Regions from separate parts of the Ovis aries genome. Here region 1 is linked to region 2. The links are chromatin contacts, called in public Hi-C maps. All regions are on one chromosome and are shown on one strand. Each heading gives the region's core, a stretch centred on a gene start, on an enhancer-like site or on the middle of the called end of the contact. The rest is flanking DNA. Distances are from core to core; before and after follow the strand shown. Region 1 holds the start of MRPL21 (mitochondrial ribosomal protein L21). Region 2 overlaps CPT1A (carnitine palmitoyltransferase 1A).

Region 1 (7,526 bases), core at 623-3,122, 63 kb after region 2:
TAGAGAAGGCTCCCCCAACCATCCTATTTAAAATTGAACACTTTCCTCCCAACTCGTGCTTTATTTTTCTCCATAAGACTTACCAGCTTTGGACCTGCTACGTAATTTGCTTCTTCTTAGGCTTCAAACATACTATGTAATTTGCTTCTGCATAAAATTGCTCATCTCTCTGCAAACGCCTCCCCCCGTTAGAATGTGAGCTCCGTCCGTAAAAACAGGGGTTTGTTTTACGAATTTAACTGATGTATTCACCATCCTGGACCAGACTCTGACTTGTAATGGATGCCCAATAAATGGCAAATGAATGAATGAATGAAATCTCTTCTAAGCCATCAAATGAAGCCCCTGCGGAATACCCCACAGTTGGGAACTCACGATTGGCCTCTCTTGAAAGCCAGGTGGCTCAGTAGTAAAGAATCTGCCTGTCAGTGCAGGAGATGCAGGTTCGGTCCCTGGGTCAAGTAGATCCCCCAGAGGAGGAGATGGCAAGCCACTGTGGTATTCTTGCCTGAAAACTCCCATAGGGAAGCCTGGCGGGCTATAGTCCATGGGGTCACAAAGAGTCGGATACAACCAACAGACTGAGCGCGGCTGGGAGCCATCTCCCTGGTGAAAGCTCAGAAACTTCCTGCACCTGATCTGCCTCCCTGTCATTCCTGCCTATGGCCTTAGCTTCGCTCCGACCTCACTGGGAACAAGTGTGCACCCTCCTGTCCCCCAGGACCATCCTTCAGTCCCTGTGAACTGTGATGGTGTCCGCCCCGTTTCCTTCACTGACTCTTCAAGATCCTGCCTCTTCACCGTTTTGGTCGCCCTCTCTTTACTCAGCTCACTTCACCTGTGTTTCTATCTGAAAACGGGGGTGGCGGGGGTGGGAATTGAGCACAGCATTCTAGAGGTAGGTCTCTGTTGGTAGAACAAAGTAAGTCCCACCGCTTTTTATAAAAACTTCCCTGCCTGCTTAAACCCAAGTTTCATTATGGAAAATGATAAGCACACAAAAGTCAAGAGAATAGGGAGTCCTCCTGTATCTCTTCCTAGACTCAACAGTCATCAACTCATAGCCAAGCCTGACTCATTCACAATGTCTCTGCTCCAACACTGTGGTGTATTTTTAAGCAATTGTCAGGGTGACTTCTACGAAAGAAAGCATCTTAAAAACAAACAAACATAACCACAACATCATTATCATACCTAAACAAGGGAAAACGTCTCTACATACATAAACATTCTTTCACACAAATATACACTCCAAACATTTTGAGGAGAGGTTTATAGTGTTTTTGACCAACAAAACCTTGCTGAGCTTCATGACAACTCAGTGCCTAAAATACAGGTGTAGCTTTTGCTGGACTGGTTACCTCTGGGCAAGGACATTCACCACCATTTTCCAGATGAGGACAAGGAAGCTTAAAGAGTGGCTTGCAGCCTGGGGAGTGATGGTTAAAGCATAGGCTTTGGAGCCGGGCCAAGCTGTCTGATTCAGTCCTCTCCCACTTCCCTGCTGTACGACCAAGGACAAGTTACCTAACCATTCTGAGCCTCAGGTTGCTCCCCAACTTAAATGGAGCGTATACGGAAGATGGCGAGCTATCACCAATATTTAAGCTATTAACTAAAGGAACCAGGGTCTGAACCCAGGGTTTCCACGACCGGTAATCACCGCCATCAAAAAAAGCGATTAACACCGGTCAGACGCAGACCCACGTGGCAGGGCGCCCCGTGTGCCCAGCTTCCTCCGTTCACCCCGCGGGGCGGGCCTCACCGGCTCCGGGTCCCGACGCTCTCAGGACGCTGCGGCTGCATGCAGACGCCAGCCGCCCGAAGGTGACCGGCAGGGCCCTGGCTGCCACGGCCGCCGCCATCTTCCCGCAGCCTCCGCCGAGAGCGGAAGCGGAAGTGGTGCGAGCCTGGTGCGTCGACGCACCGGGTCCGGCCGGGAGCAGCGCCGCGCGCGGCAGCCGGACCTCAGCGGCTCTGGGCCCGGGCCGGCCTGCGGCCATGGCCTCGACACCTGTGGAGAGCTTCGTGACCAAGCAGTTGGAACTGCTGGAGCTCGAGCGAGACGCGGAGGTCGAGGAGCGCAGGTACGGCCGCCGGCCCGGGCCTCTCGGGGTCGGCCCGGCGTCTCCCCCAGGGTCCCCCCCTCTCCCAGCTGAGACCACACAGATGAAGCCTCCGGGGGCTCGGCCTGACAAGCTTAGGGCCGGGATTTGCCCTCCTGACTGTGAAGGGGGCTCGGCCGCCTCCAAGGATGGAAGCCTCTTCCCCCTCCGGGGCGGCCCGTTCCGTTTTGGGGACCCACCTTGGGAGGGTCTTCTCCCCCTGAAGTGCCCCTCTGAACTTTGCCCCGTGGGCCCAGCCTGTCTCCCCACTTCCATCCCCATCGTGTTCCCCCGTTAGTGTTTGCGCCTGTTCCTTGCCGGGCCTCGAATGAGATGCAGTCGTTGATAATGGGCCCCGGGCGACCGGTGTGAGCGGAAGGGCCCGCTTCCAGCCTGACAGGTGCTGAGCTGTGTGTGCAGGCCGAGTGCTGTGGAGGGGGGTGGGAGCAGGACCGCCGACCCTGCGGAGCCTTAGTGGCGGATGGCTTCCTGGAGGCGGTGGTGCTTGAGCACAGCTTGCAGAAAAATAAGGGTTAAAGAGTTTGCGGGGAGGAGTTTCCTGGAGGAGATGTGGGAAAGCAGCGCACCCCTGCAGCCAGAGCTGGAGCCCTGAAAACGTCGGGCTTTCACCCCAAAGGCTGAAACTGAGAGCTGACATTTATTGAGGGGTGTAAAAACACTCCATAGGCATCAGTCGCTTTAAACCTCACATCAGCTCTGCGAAATTGGTTACTGCGGTAACCGATTCTCATCTTAGGTCTAAGCAGGCTGGAACAGAGAAGTTAAGTCACTTGCCCCAGGTAACACAGGGTGAACCAGGATTTGGGGTCACGCGGGCTGATGCTAGAGTTTGTACTCAACCACTGTGCTGCCTTCGTGGAGAGGATTTGATTTAGAAGTTTTTGATTATGATGGTTGAGAGTTGGGAGTCCTGTTGCCCTCAGTGGGATCCGCGCCCCATCATTTATGGCTGGGTGACTTTGCAGCCTTAGTCATCTTGTCTGTAGAATGAGATCATCCTTACAGCAAACCAGTGAGGTGGGAATGCAGTGATCTAAAAGTCAAGGGCTCAGCACCGTCCGTAGTACAGAGTAAGCACCCGTGGAAAGATGCACAGGGGTCCGATTGAGAAGGGCCTGGGGAAGAAGCTTGTGTTATAGTGCGTGTGTGCGTGTGTGTGCGTGTGTGCGTGTGACGAGCTGCATGTGGGATCTTAATTCCCCAACTGGGGATTGAACCTGTGCCTCCTGAATTGGAAGCACAGTCTTCACTGCTGAATGGCCAGAGGGGTCCCTCTTATCCTATATTCTTGGGCAGAGGATGGCCCTTGGCAGTGAGGGTGCAGGGGTGGATTCTGGGTGCAAATGGGGGGCCCTGGTGGGACAGTGACTCAAAGGGCCCAGGAGAGAAGGCAAAGGTGAGTGCGGGCGCTGTGAGGAGGGCATGGGGGTCTGTAGGAGGAACAGGTTTGAGAGGAGGCAGGTTTGGAGTTTCCCGTGCATAGACTTCCTCTGTTCCTCCTGCATGTTTGGAAGTAAAAACTGGTAAAATATAAATACTGAAGTCTCAACATTGGGTGTTTCCCAGATCCTGGCAGGAAAATGTCTCTCTGAAGGAACTCCAGAACCGAGGCGTCTGTTTGCTGAAGCTGCAGGTATCCAGCCAGCGGACCGGGCTGTACGGACGGCTGCTCATTACCCTCGAGCCCAGGAGATGTGTGTCTGCAGCTGTTCTTCCCAGTAACAGCTTTACTTCCGGTCCGTACCTTGTTGACAAGGGTGTGCGTTGAATATTGCAGTCTTCAGATGTGGGCTGTAAAGATCTGGTCACATGGGACCAGCTGGGGAATAAAGCTTTGCAGTGGAGAACTCTTGCTTAGAAATCCAGCAGTTACGAGGTTTTCTGGTAGGTTAGATCAGCACTCTCCAGACAGGCAGACACCAGCTGAACACCTGAAATATGGCTGGTGATTCCTGCTCATGTAAAATGCACAAGAGATTTTGAAGATTTAGTACTGTTAAAAAAAAAGAGAGTAATTTCTATGACTACCAATTATGTTTTGAAATGAAAATATTTTTCATATATTGGGTTAAATAAACTACTAGTAAAATTAGCTGTTTCTTTTTGGTTGTTTAATGTGGCTTCCCAGGTGACTTAGTGGTAAGGAACCAGCCTGCCAAAGCAGGAGACATGGGTTCGATCCCTGGGTCGGGAAGATTCCCTGGAGAAGAAAATGGCAACCCACTCTAGTATTCTTGCCTGAGAAATCCCATGAACAGAGGAGCCTGGCAGGCTACAGTCCATGGGGTTGCAAAGAGTCAGACATGACTGAGCTCACACACACAACAACACACAAATGTAGCTGCTAGGAAACGTAAGGTTACACATGACTCTCATTTCTTGTTTTTTTTTTTTTTTCCCCATAATATCACAGTATATATATATATATATATATATATATATATATATATATATATTTAAGTTTTATTTTTAATTGGAGGGTAATTACTTTCTAATGTTGTGTTGCTTTCTGCCATACATCAGCATGAATCAGCCATAGGTATACATATGTCCTCTCTCTCTCGAACCTCCCGCCGCCTTCCCTCCCCATAGCTCTGGACCAGATGATTCGTTGTACATAGCTATGTAGTCCCAGACCTTCCTTGTACTAAGAACACTTTGGCTAAGCTTGTGGCAGCCCTGTTGGAAAGAAGGGGCAGTTCGAAGAAGCTTCTTAACCTCACACCTGGGACTCTCGTTTTCAATCAGACCTGGAAACGGAGACAGCAGCACCGCCAAGCACTGCACGTTCTCTGGAAAAGTCTCTCAGCCCTGATTTGATGATGACAGGGTTTGTTGGGTTCATATTTTGACTTTCTGGCCTCTTGCCCCCCGCTTGTTGGAATCCTGGCTGCATTTGGAGACAGATGGGAGGAGGGGAAGCTGATAGTCGGAGTCAGATCTTACACACTGTGTTGCTGAGGGGCCAGGAGTCAGTCACCTGTCCTCTAAAGACAGTCGAGCTTTCGGCCTTACCATCAGGATTAAGTGGGCAGGACCGAATGTCCCTGCTGGGCGTTTGTAAACTCTGCAAACCAAAGGCAAAATGTATTATGTTCAGTTAGGAAGTGCTGTGGAGGGCAGGACCTTCGAGGTTGATGAATAACTGAAAAACAGAAGGTTGGAGGAAGGTGGTCCTTTAGGTGGAAAGGCACAGATCTGAAATCTGATGTGTTGCGACAGCTCCCGATCAGACATAGGTGGGGTTGGTTGTTAGGTTTCCATCTTCTGAAGAGCAGTTTTAAGGCTGTGTAGCTTAGAGATGTGAACTCTGCCATGTGGGCCCCACTCGGGGCAGCTGGTGGGGAAGGCACAGTGGGGTTGGAGCCCCCGGCACTCAGCCCCATGGAGACTCCCCCACCCCATGCACAGAACCAGACCTTGGGCCCAGGCAGGGGAACTGCTGCCACCTTCTCTTTGTCTTTAAAAGTTGGGGAGGGAGACAGGAAAGATTCAAGGTACAGATGAAACTCATTTCCTAGAAGGAAAATAGGTCAGGACTAAAATCACGTCTGGTGCCTGGTTGATATGTGGCGTGGACTCTGACTCAGAATAAATGGGGTGTGAGTACGTGGGGGGCTCTGGCTGAATCTCCACGTGGACTCTGGTTCGGGCAGAACTGTTGGTGTTCAGGGGACAGAAGCACTGAGCCTGGCGGGCTTGGGCAGGAAGGGGCGCGTGGGCTGTGATCACTGGCAAGTGGCCCTGGGCACGGAGGGGTCGCCTGGGCCTGAGCCTGGCGGGCTTGGGCAGGAAGGGGCGCGTGGGCTGCGATCACTGGCAAGTGGCCCTGGGCACAGAGGGGTCGCCTGGGCCTGGCTCCTCTCTGCATCTTGGCTCCGCCCTCTCCTGGGTTGGCTCCTTCTCAGGCCCCACGGGGTGGCAGCTCCAGCCTGTCCATCTGCCCTGGTTTCTGGTCTAGGGGGAAGGGTGAGGGCCTCCTTCCAGCTTGCCTGGGCAAAAGTCTAAGGCTCCGATTGGCCCCAGGCTCACCCCCGAGGGGCGTGTGAAGCCCTGATTCGCTTGAGTGTGGGTCGAGTGCCCCATGCCCCTCAGACTTGCCTGGTGGAGGGTGAGTCACCAGAGCTGTCACAGGGGCGGGAAGCCCAGCTGAGTGGCAGCAGCCCCTTCCCTCCTTCAGCAGTGGTCGCTGTCCACCTGGAGTGCCCACCCGCAGGTGAGCTCCTGTGGCCACCCTGTTCGGGGCCCTCCCTGCTTACCTGTCTTCCCGCAGAGCGGCCCGCCCCACATGCCCTGCAGTGACCCTGTGCTCACTGCCCTCACTGACGCCCTTGGCGCCAACCCCGCCAGGTGGTTCGGTTTGCTCCCCTCCTCCCAAAGTGAGGGCGGGGACTGTGATTTATTCCTGATACAGACCAGCGCCCAGGACAGTGCCAGGCGCAGAGGAAGACTTTAAATATTTTACTGACTGTCATGTTTGTGTTAAGCAGTTCATTTCGTGCAAGTGAATTTAATTATGTAATGTGAGTTAGAAGTGGTTTTTTTTGCTGCTACCAACTTCATTTCTAATGAAAGTAACAGTTACAGTAGTTGAAATGTGCTGGCATTTGTTGAATGAAATAATTCTCGTTTAATTTTGTTCAGCATTTACGTAACTGGTCTTTGCTCCTGCAGGTGACATCGTGGGTCTGTATGATGAAAGCGGTCAGCTGGCCACTGGGATCCTGACCCGCATCACCCAGAAAGCGGTCACCGTGGCCTTTGATGAGTCCCATGATTCCCAGCTGAGTTTGGACCAAGAGCATTCCTACAGACTGTTGAAGCTTGCCAATGATGTGACGTACAAGCGACTGAAAAAGTAAGTGTACGTAACTGGAAATCACACGTGCTGCTGCCGCTGCTAGGTCGCTTCAGTCGTGTCCGACTCTGTGCGACCCCACAGATGGCAGCCCACCAGGCTCCCCGCCCCTGGGATTCTCCAGGCAAGAACACTGGACTGGGTTGCCATTGCCTTCTTTGGAAATCATACGTACCATTTTCCCTGAATGTATCTCATTCCTACTGGAGAAGACGGCAAGCACCTGGGGTCTGGGGTTGGTTGCATGCCCCTTGAGACAGATGGTGGGCTTTCCTGGTGGCTCAGATGGTGAAGAACCTGCTGGCCATGCAGGAGGCCTGGGTTCGATCCCTGAGTTGGGAAGATCCCCTGGAGGAGGGAATGGCAGCCCACTCCAGTATTCTTGCCTGGAGAATCCCATGGACAGAGGAGCCTGGGGGGCTCCAGTCCACGGGGCCATAACAAGCTGGACACGACTGAGCGACTAAGCACTATCACTGTGGGAGGTGGGTGGGCAGGGGCGGCAGTGTCGCGGGGGCCTCAGGCGCCGTGTCGATCCTGGT
Region 2 (6,875 bases), core at 335-2,834:
GTCCTTGACCCTTGACCTGGGAGCTGCTGGCCTGTTAACCTGGTCTTTCTAAATCTGGGCCAAGGATGGCCCAGTTTATTGCAATTGGTTTACAGGGAGGAAGAAACAAATCTTATAAAGACTCAGATTAGAAAGGGCTTTAAATAGCCGACGTTTCTAAATATAATCCAGTGTAAAGAGACCGCCCGCCATCCAGGGTAAATTAAAAAGTGTGTTAAACCCAAGCAGGCAGAGATATAGAGATGAGCTGTCTATAGCGGGGCAGACCTGTGACTCTCCGGAAAGAGAGGGTGGAGACATGGGCAAGGTGATGAAAGAGAGACGGAGTCTCCTGCTCGGGGACCCTGTCGGGACTCCCGGCCCCTCAGGCAGACCAAGAAGTCTGGCAGATGCGAAGCGCAGGTGTGCATTCCCTGCGGGGATGGGTTTGTACCCAGGGCCTTGCAGATGCTGACAGAGGTGTGAGCAGGGGTTCTGAGGTGGCTGGGGGCTGCGGGTGACTCAGAGCGCCGCACTAGCTGCCAAGCACCCCAGGGCCTGGTGCACAAGGAGCAGCTGTCGGCAGCGAGGGGCACCGGCCCAGACCAGGGAAGATTCAGACCTTTCCGCCAAAAGCGCTTAATCCTTTCTTGACCGTGATCAGAATCAAACTCAGTGTTGAACCGTGAGCTTTCTTTCATGTCGCCTTTTGCCACTTTATTTTCCTGTCCTTTTCCGAAGGCAATATTGAATTCCAAACAACCAACTTAGTAAAGGGCCCAGAAATTCATCTGTTTATCTTGGGCCCAACCCCAACACTGCAGCTATGGCCCAGAGACCCGGTGGACACACCTGGGCTACAGTCTGTCCCCCACCTCCCTCACAAAACTCCCAGCCCCAAAAGCAAAGCTCAGGAATCCCCTGGTGGTCCAGTGGTTAACACTCTGCCCTGCCACTGCAGGGGGTGCAGGTTTGATCCCTGGTCGGGAAACTAAGATCCCACCTGCTCTGAGGAACGGTCAAAAAATGAAGAAAATTTAAAAAAAAAAAAACAAAAAACAAAAAGCAAAGCCCAAATATGGCACAAGGACTTGGGGATTATCATTTCTCCAGTCACAGACCTAAAATGTTCACCGATGTCAGCAAGCAACCCATGAACAGGATCAAAGGTCTGGCTTGGGACAAGACACAGCCAAGGTGGAGGCACTAGGCCTTTTCACCAGAAAAGAGAAACTGGTATCCCAAGGGAATTCCCTTGCAGTCCAGCGGCTAGGACTCAGCACTTTCACTGCTGAGGGCCTGGGTTCTATCCCTGGTTGGGGAATTAAGATCCCACAAGCCTTATGGCACAGCCAAAAGAATAAAAATGTGCCTTTCAGAGCTGCAATCACAGTGTAATGGAGGAGGGGCGGGATAGGCTCAGCCCCGTGCGGGTCCCATCACTGGGCCCCTCAAACACCGATGAGGCAGAGGTGCTGTCCCTGCCTTTGTCTGGCAGGAAGGTTCTCCGCGGGGAGGTTCAGGGCCTGCTGAGCGGGGCACAGGGGTCCGAAGTGCTGCGCAGAGCTGGGTCTGGAGCCCAACCTCCCCACTTCCTCTCCATGACTCTGGCAGGAATCCACATCTTTTTTTTCTCAGTATTTACTTGTGAATTTATTTGGCTGCACAGGTCTTAGTTGCAGCAATCAGGATCTTTGATCTTTGCTGTGGCCTGCGGGATCTTTACTTGTGGCATGGGAACACTTAGTTGCAACATGCGGGGTCTAGTTTCCTGACTGGGGGTTGAACCTGGGCCCCCTGCGTTGAGTCTTAGCCACTGGACCCCTAGGGAAATCCCAGGAGTCTGCAAGCTTGAGCGTTTCCTCACTTTACATCAGAGAGCCCAGTGAGAGAGGTCACTGCAGCGCAGGGGCCACAGGGCAGGAGATGATAGCGGGAGACAGGGTCACCCCAGGACCGGAGGGAAGAAAGGACATCAGAGAGGCTCCACAAAGACCCTCGAGGGCACGGCCAGCATTCCCACACGAGACCCCAGGCACCACATACCTTGAAGGAAAAGTATCAACCAAAGGGTTCTCCAGGCCAAAGCTCACAATATTTTTTTTTTTTAAGCCTATTTCAAGCTCTTAGAAAACTACAGTCACTAGGATAGAGTGTTGGGGGTCCCCCTACCCAGATTCTAAGTCACTCAGACAAGGAGCTGAGCAGCTGAAGTCTCCCCAGAACCCCCCACAGCAGTCAGCTCTCAGAGTCCCAGAACTCCAGGCTGGCCCCCTGTACAAGGAAGACACCATGTCCCGAACCAGTGCCTGGGACAAAATTCATTCTGAGGGCCCCCTGGCCAGGCTAAGTGGACTGGCAGGCACCCCAGGACAGAGGCTGCTCTTCACACCTCCGGGCTTCAGAGAAAGAGTGAGAAGGGACCCCAAACTCCCCAGGGGACCTCCCCAGGACATGGGGAGAAAGCTGTCGTGAGAATTGTAGCAAAAGCCTCAAAGAGAATATCCAGAACAGACCGCCATGCCGTTTGAAAAGATAGAAAAATGGCAGCAACAAAAAAGGGTCACTCCCTAGACCCTTTGAGATTTGAGAGGCTTACTCACGTCGTGTCCAGGGTCCGATTGATCTTAGCGATTATTCCCAAAGAGGGGTCAATCTTGGCGTACATGGTCGACATCACGCCCACAACCACGATGAGCCAACTGGAGGGACTCGCTGGGTACACGCCGGTGATGATGCCATTCTAGAAACAGACAGGAGCGCCGTGAGCAGTGCCCCAGGAATACTGGAGTTGGTGGCGGTTCCCTTTGCCAGGGGATCATCCCGACCCAGGGATCACACCCGGGTCTCCTGCATCGGCAGGCAGAGTCTTTACCACTGAGCTACCAGGGAAGCTCCTGAGTCAGAAACTTCTCTAAAACCGTCTCCCTGGAGAGTGACCCCAGGACATTCGAATCACCCTAAGTTAGAAGCCTTAAGTTAACATACGGATTCCTTAGCTCCCCTGAGACTGACTCAGGGACACTGGCCACCTTGCCCACCATGATGTCCTCTCCACAACCTGCTGCGTCCGGGATGCCCCAAGACCCTCACTCTCAGATCACCCCTCTCGCTGCTCCTGAATCAGACACTGCTTAACCGGAGGTATTAATAGCTATAGGAGACCTCACTCCATGGCCAGAATCTCCCGTAAGATGCTTCAGCCAAAGCCCCGCAGCAGCCCCTTAAAAAAAAAATGTAGCAGGAAAAAGGGTTAGGAAGAAATAGGACCTCCAAGCCGGCAAAATGTTGATAGTTGTGAAAATGAGTGATGTGACTTTATTATAGCTGTGTGCCTTTATTATTTTACTTTTGTGTATGTTTCAAGACTTATAATTTAAAAAAAAATTCATACTGAAGTCATGTTAATAAGAGATTGATTTGACCAAGATAACGGATTAAAAAAATTCTCAAAGCTTTACTGAATTCTCTTAGGAGAGACTACCATGTTATTCTCATTATTGAGAGGTATGGAAGATTTTAAACAAAGTGGTTGCGGGTGAGGGGCAGGGGCAGGGAGGGGGGTGCCTTCTGGTGTTCTCCGAAGTTCTCTGAAATGTTCTTATAAAATAAACAGACACATTAAATGATAACAGGGGAAAGAAGGTTCTAGATAAACAGCCTCCACTCATCACACTTCCCACCCTGCAGCAGCTCTGCCAGCCTTGGCCCCACCCCCTACCCCTGTCTCTAGGTCCCCTAGAAAACCACGGGGTCAGGAAGGTACAAGGAGGCTCCCAAGGTCAGGAGCACAGAGGGCACTTCTCTCTGCAGGTGGCGCCCTCCTCCACTCTGAGTGGGTCACAGCAGCTGGGGTCTCAGGCAAAAGACTATGTACCTGATGCGAAGAGCTGACTCATTAGAAAAGACCTTGGTGCTGGGAAAGATTGAAGGCAGGAGGAGAAGGGGACGACAGATGATGAGATGGTTGGATGGCATCACCGACTCAATGGACATGAGTTTGAGCAAGCCCTGGGAGTTGGTGATGGACAGGGAGGCCTGGCATGCTGCAGTCCATGGGGTCGCAGAGTCGGACGTGACCGGGCGACTGGACTGGACTGAGCTGAAGCTGGGCCCCAGGACCCTCCAATAGAGCCAGGGGACAGCTGTCCCACCAGGCCAGGCCTGGCCATTGCTCTCACCCACTCCAGCTCCAGGCCTTTCTCAACAGCCCTCCTCTGAGCTGCCCTCGGAAAGGAAAACTGGACAACAAACCCAGTTTTGCTCAGGAATGTGGAGCGGACACTTTTGATACACTTTCAACTTGCTTGAATTTTTTTAAACATGCATTTGTCCTTCTGTGACTTTCATTTTTTAGGAGAAGGAGGATCTATTATTACTGGCAGTGAGAAAAGAGAACCCTGGGGACTTTTCCCAGCACTTATCTCCCCGAACAGCAAAACTGAGGAAGTTTCCAGCGAAGAGTATGTGCATATTCACGACTGCTGTGATTTTTAAAATAAAATGAATTAAAAATAAGACACATCGGAGTTCCCCGGCCATCCAGTGGTTAAGACTTCACCTTCCAATACAGTAGGAGCGAGTTTCATCCCTGGTCGGGGAATTAAGATCCCCCAGGGGCCGCCAGCCCCAAACCCAAAGACATAAAGCAGAAGCCATGTTGTAACAAAGTATTTCAATGAAGACTTTAAAAAAATGTCACTCTGCGGCCTCTCCGGGAGAACTATCTGAAAAGGAGTGGATGTTTGTATGTGTATAACTGACTCACTTTGCTACGCGCCTGAAAGGAACGCAACGCTATAAATCAACTATACTCCAGTGAAATTTAAAAAAACAAGACACATGGCTAAAAACAGCGAATAAATGTCCACTCTTGCCGGTAAACAGAACTGAGAACTTTGCATCTGCGCAGCCACTCAGCTGTGTCGCGTCCCCACGGACTGGAGCCTGCCAGGCTCCCCTCTACCTATGGGATCTTCCAGATGGGAACACTGGAGTGGGTAGCCAATTCCCTTCTCCAGGCGATCTTCCAGACACAGGAAATGAACCTGCATCTCCTCCACTGGCAGGCAGACTCTCTGCCCCTGAGCCACCTCGGAAGCCCGCATCCGCATTCACGTGCATCTTTTTCAGTGGTGGACTATTTCATCAGTGAGATGCCTGCTACAGAAACTCTCTGTGGTTTCACACGGATGGAAAACAATCCTCTTCCTGTGAAGTGTAGAGAGGCCCAGACTCAGAGCTAGAGACATTTATTCTCCTTCTACCCCAAAGGTCACTTAACTTCCCTGAACCCCGATTTCCTCATCTGCCCAGAGGGTCCCAATTCACCCTGTCTGCCTTACAGAATTTCTCCAGGAATTCAGTGAGCCAATACATATGAAATTGTCTCCCAGGCCTTAAGGACCAGGAAACATACACAAGCTGCCAATTATCACGGACACACTGAGACTTCAATAGAACCTGGAGTTCTCAAATAGGAAAGCGAATACTGGACAGATTGAAGCAAGTGTCTGGAAACCTTGAATCTGATGAACTTCTTCTTCCAGGAATGAAGTCCAGACAGATAGATCTGCCTGAGGGCCTCATGGCTCATTCGGAGGTCGATGCCATCCGGGGTGACTGTGAACTGGAAGGCGACGGCTTGGTGGGCTTCCGCCATGTCAGCGAGCTCCTGGAATGACAAGGGTGAACAGAACATGGTGAGTGCTGACCAGACTTTAGAAAATCCCTTGTTGTGGTTGCTGTTTGCTTAGTCACTAAGTCGTGTCTGACTCTTTGCGACCCCAAGGACTGTGGCCTGCCTGCCCCCTCTGTCCACAGGATTTCCCAGGCAAGAATACTGGAGTGGGTGGCCATTTCCTTCTATAGGGCATGTTCCCGACTGAGGGATTGAACTGGTACCTCTTGCATTGGCAGGCGGGTTCTTTACCGATGAGCCACTGGGGAAGCTCCTATGTAGACGTGTGATCAATTCTGAATTTGACCATTTCCTCCCATTTGATAAATTGAATGTTACTCATTAACACACCTGGTTGTGATTGCCCATCACCTCTCCCTCCCTGCTCCAGCGGGATACAGACAACCCATTGCTGCCTCTGTTTGGAGGCGCTGGGTGGTCAGCAGAGTCCAGGAGCTGGAACCCTTCACCCCTAGGCCCCTGGCCATCCCACCAACCCTGCCTCCAGGCAACAGGCAGCCGGACCCTCACCTGACTGGAATCCTGAATCCCAGGGCGGTCTAGCAACTTGCCGTGCCAGGGCAAATCCCATCCCTACCCACCAGGCAGCCTGGAGGCTGGCACAGAAAGTCCTCAGACACATCCATAACAGCTCTGATCTTTTATCTCAGGTGGGAACCAGGGTCAACACCACACACCTTGGCTACGCGGTAGCCACTCCACAAACCACTTCAGGTTCTAGAAGACTCCAGGAAAACCCAGTGCACAGAACCCTGGGGCAGGGAGCGGGCCTTCCTCCCGGAGACTTAGGAAATCAGACAGCTGCCACACTCATCCCCTGAAGGTTTGGCCCTCCCGGCTGGTTTCCAGCCTCTGCGGGGAGTGCATTTCATTTTCTTGCTGTAAATATTTGTCCTTTCACCTTCTTCCTTGACCAGCTCCTGACTCACCTCTTCCCTCTTGGCTTCCCAGACATTAGCCCTCCCCCGATCTGCTGAAAGTGCCCGATGGCACCACCTCCTCCTAAACCCTGTGCCAACAAGCACACCTGCACACAAAGGGGCTAAAAGTATATCAGTTCAGTCGCTCAGTTGTGTCCAATTCTCTGTGACCCCATCGACTGCAGCACGCCAGGCTTCCCTGTCCATCACCAACTCCTGGAGCTTCCTCAAACTCATGTTCATCGAGTCAGTGATGCCAAAGTTCGTAGTAAACC

Evidence for each region. Hi-C and Micro-C count contacts between places; a contact is called where the count stands out from the background.
Region 1: a Hi-C map of liver shows a contact between it and region 2, with 2.4 times the contacts expected there. The contact joins the promoter of MRPL21 here to the enhancer-like site in region 2. A contact is called at or near these places in 12 of 16 Hi-C or Micro-C datasets (blood, liver, mesenteric adipose tissue and 5 more).

What each region holds. Positions count from the first base shown.
Region 1 is chr21:42,652,385-42,659,910 of ARS-UI_Ramb_v3.0, forward strand. MRPL21 (mitochondrial ribosomal protein L21) reads right to left here and starts at 1,873. Exons shown (of 7, transcript XM_027959395.3): 1 at 1,766-1,873. The coding sequence starts at 1,865. It overlaps IGHMBP2 (immunoglobulin mu DNA binding protein 2), which reads left to right and starts at 1,951. Exons shown (of 15, transcript XM_042238100.1): 1 at 1,951-2,087; 2 at 3,693-3,862; 3 at 6,801-6,984. The coding sequence starts at 2,002.
Region 2 is chr21:42,589,452-42,596,326 of ARS-UI_Ramb_v3.0, forward strand. CPT1A (carnitine palmitoyltransferase 1A) reads right to left here. Exons shown (of 19, transcript NM_001009414.1): 2 at 5,501-5,653; 3 at 2,583-2,722. The coding sequence starts at 5,641. Among named protein-coding and RNA genes, the nearest start is that of TRNAW-CCA, 6.6 kb to the right of the region's middle. Within about 2 kb of position 1,585, at least 1 of the 54 cell types and tissues checked has an H3K27ac peak or open chromatin away from gene starts, as enhancers often do. A contact at or near this core is called in liver, where this site is marked.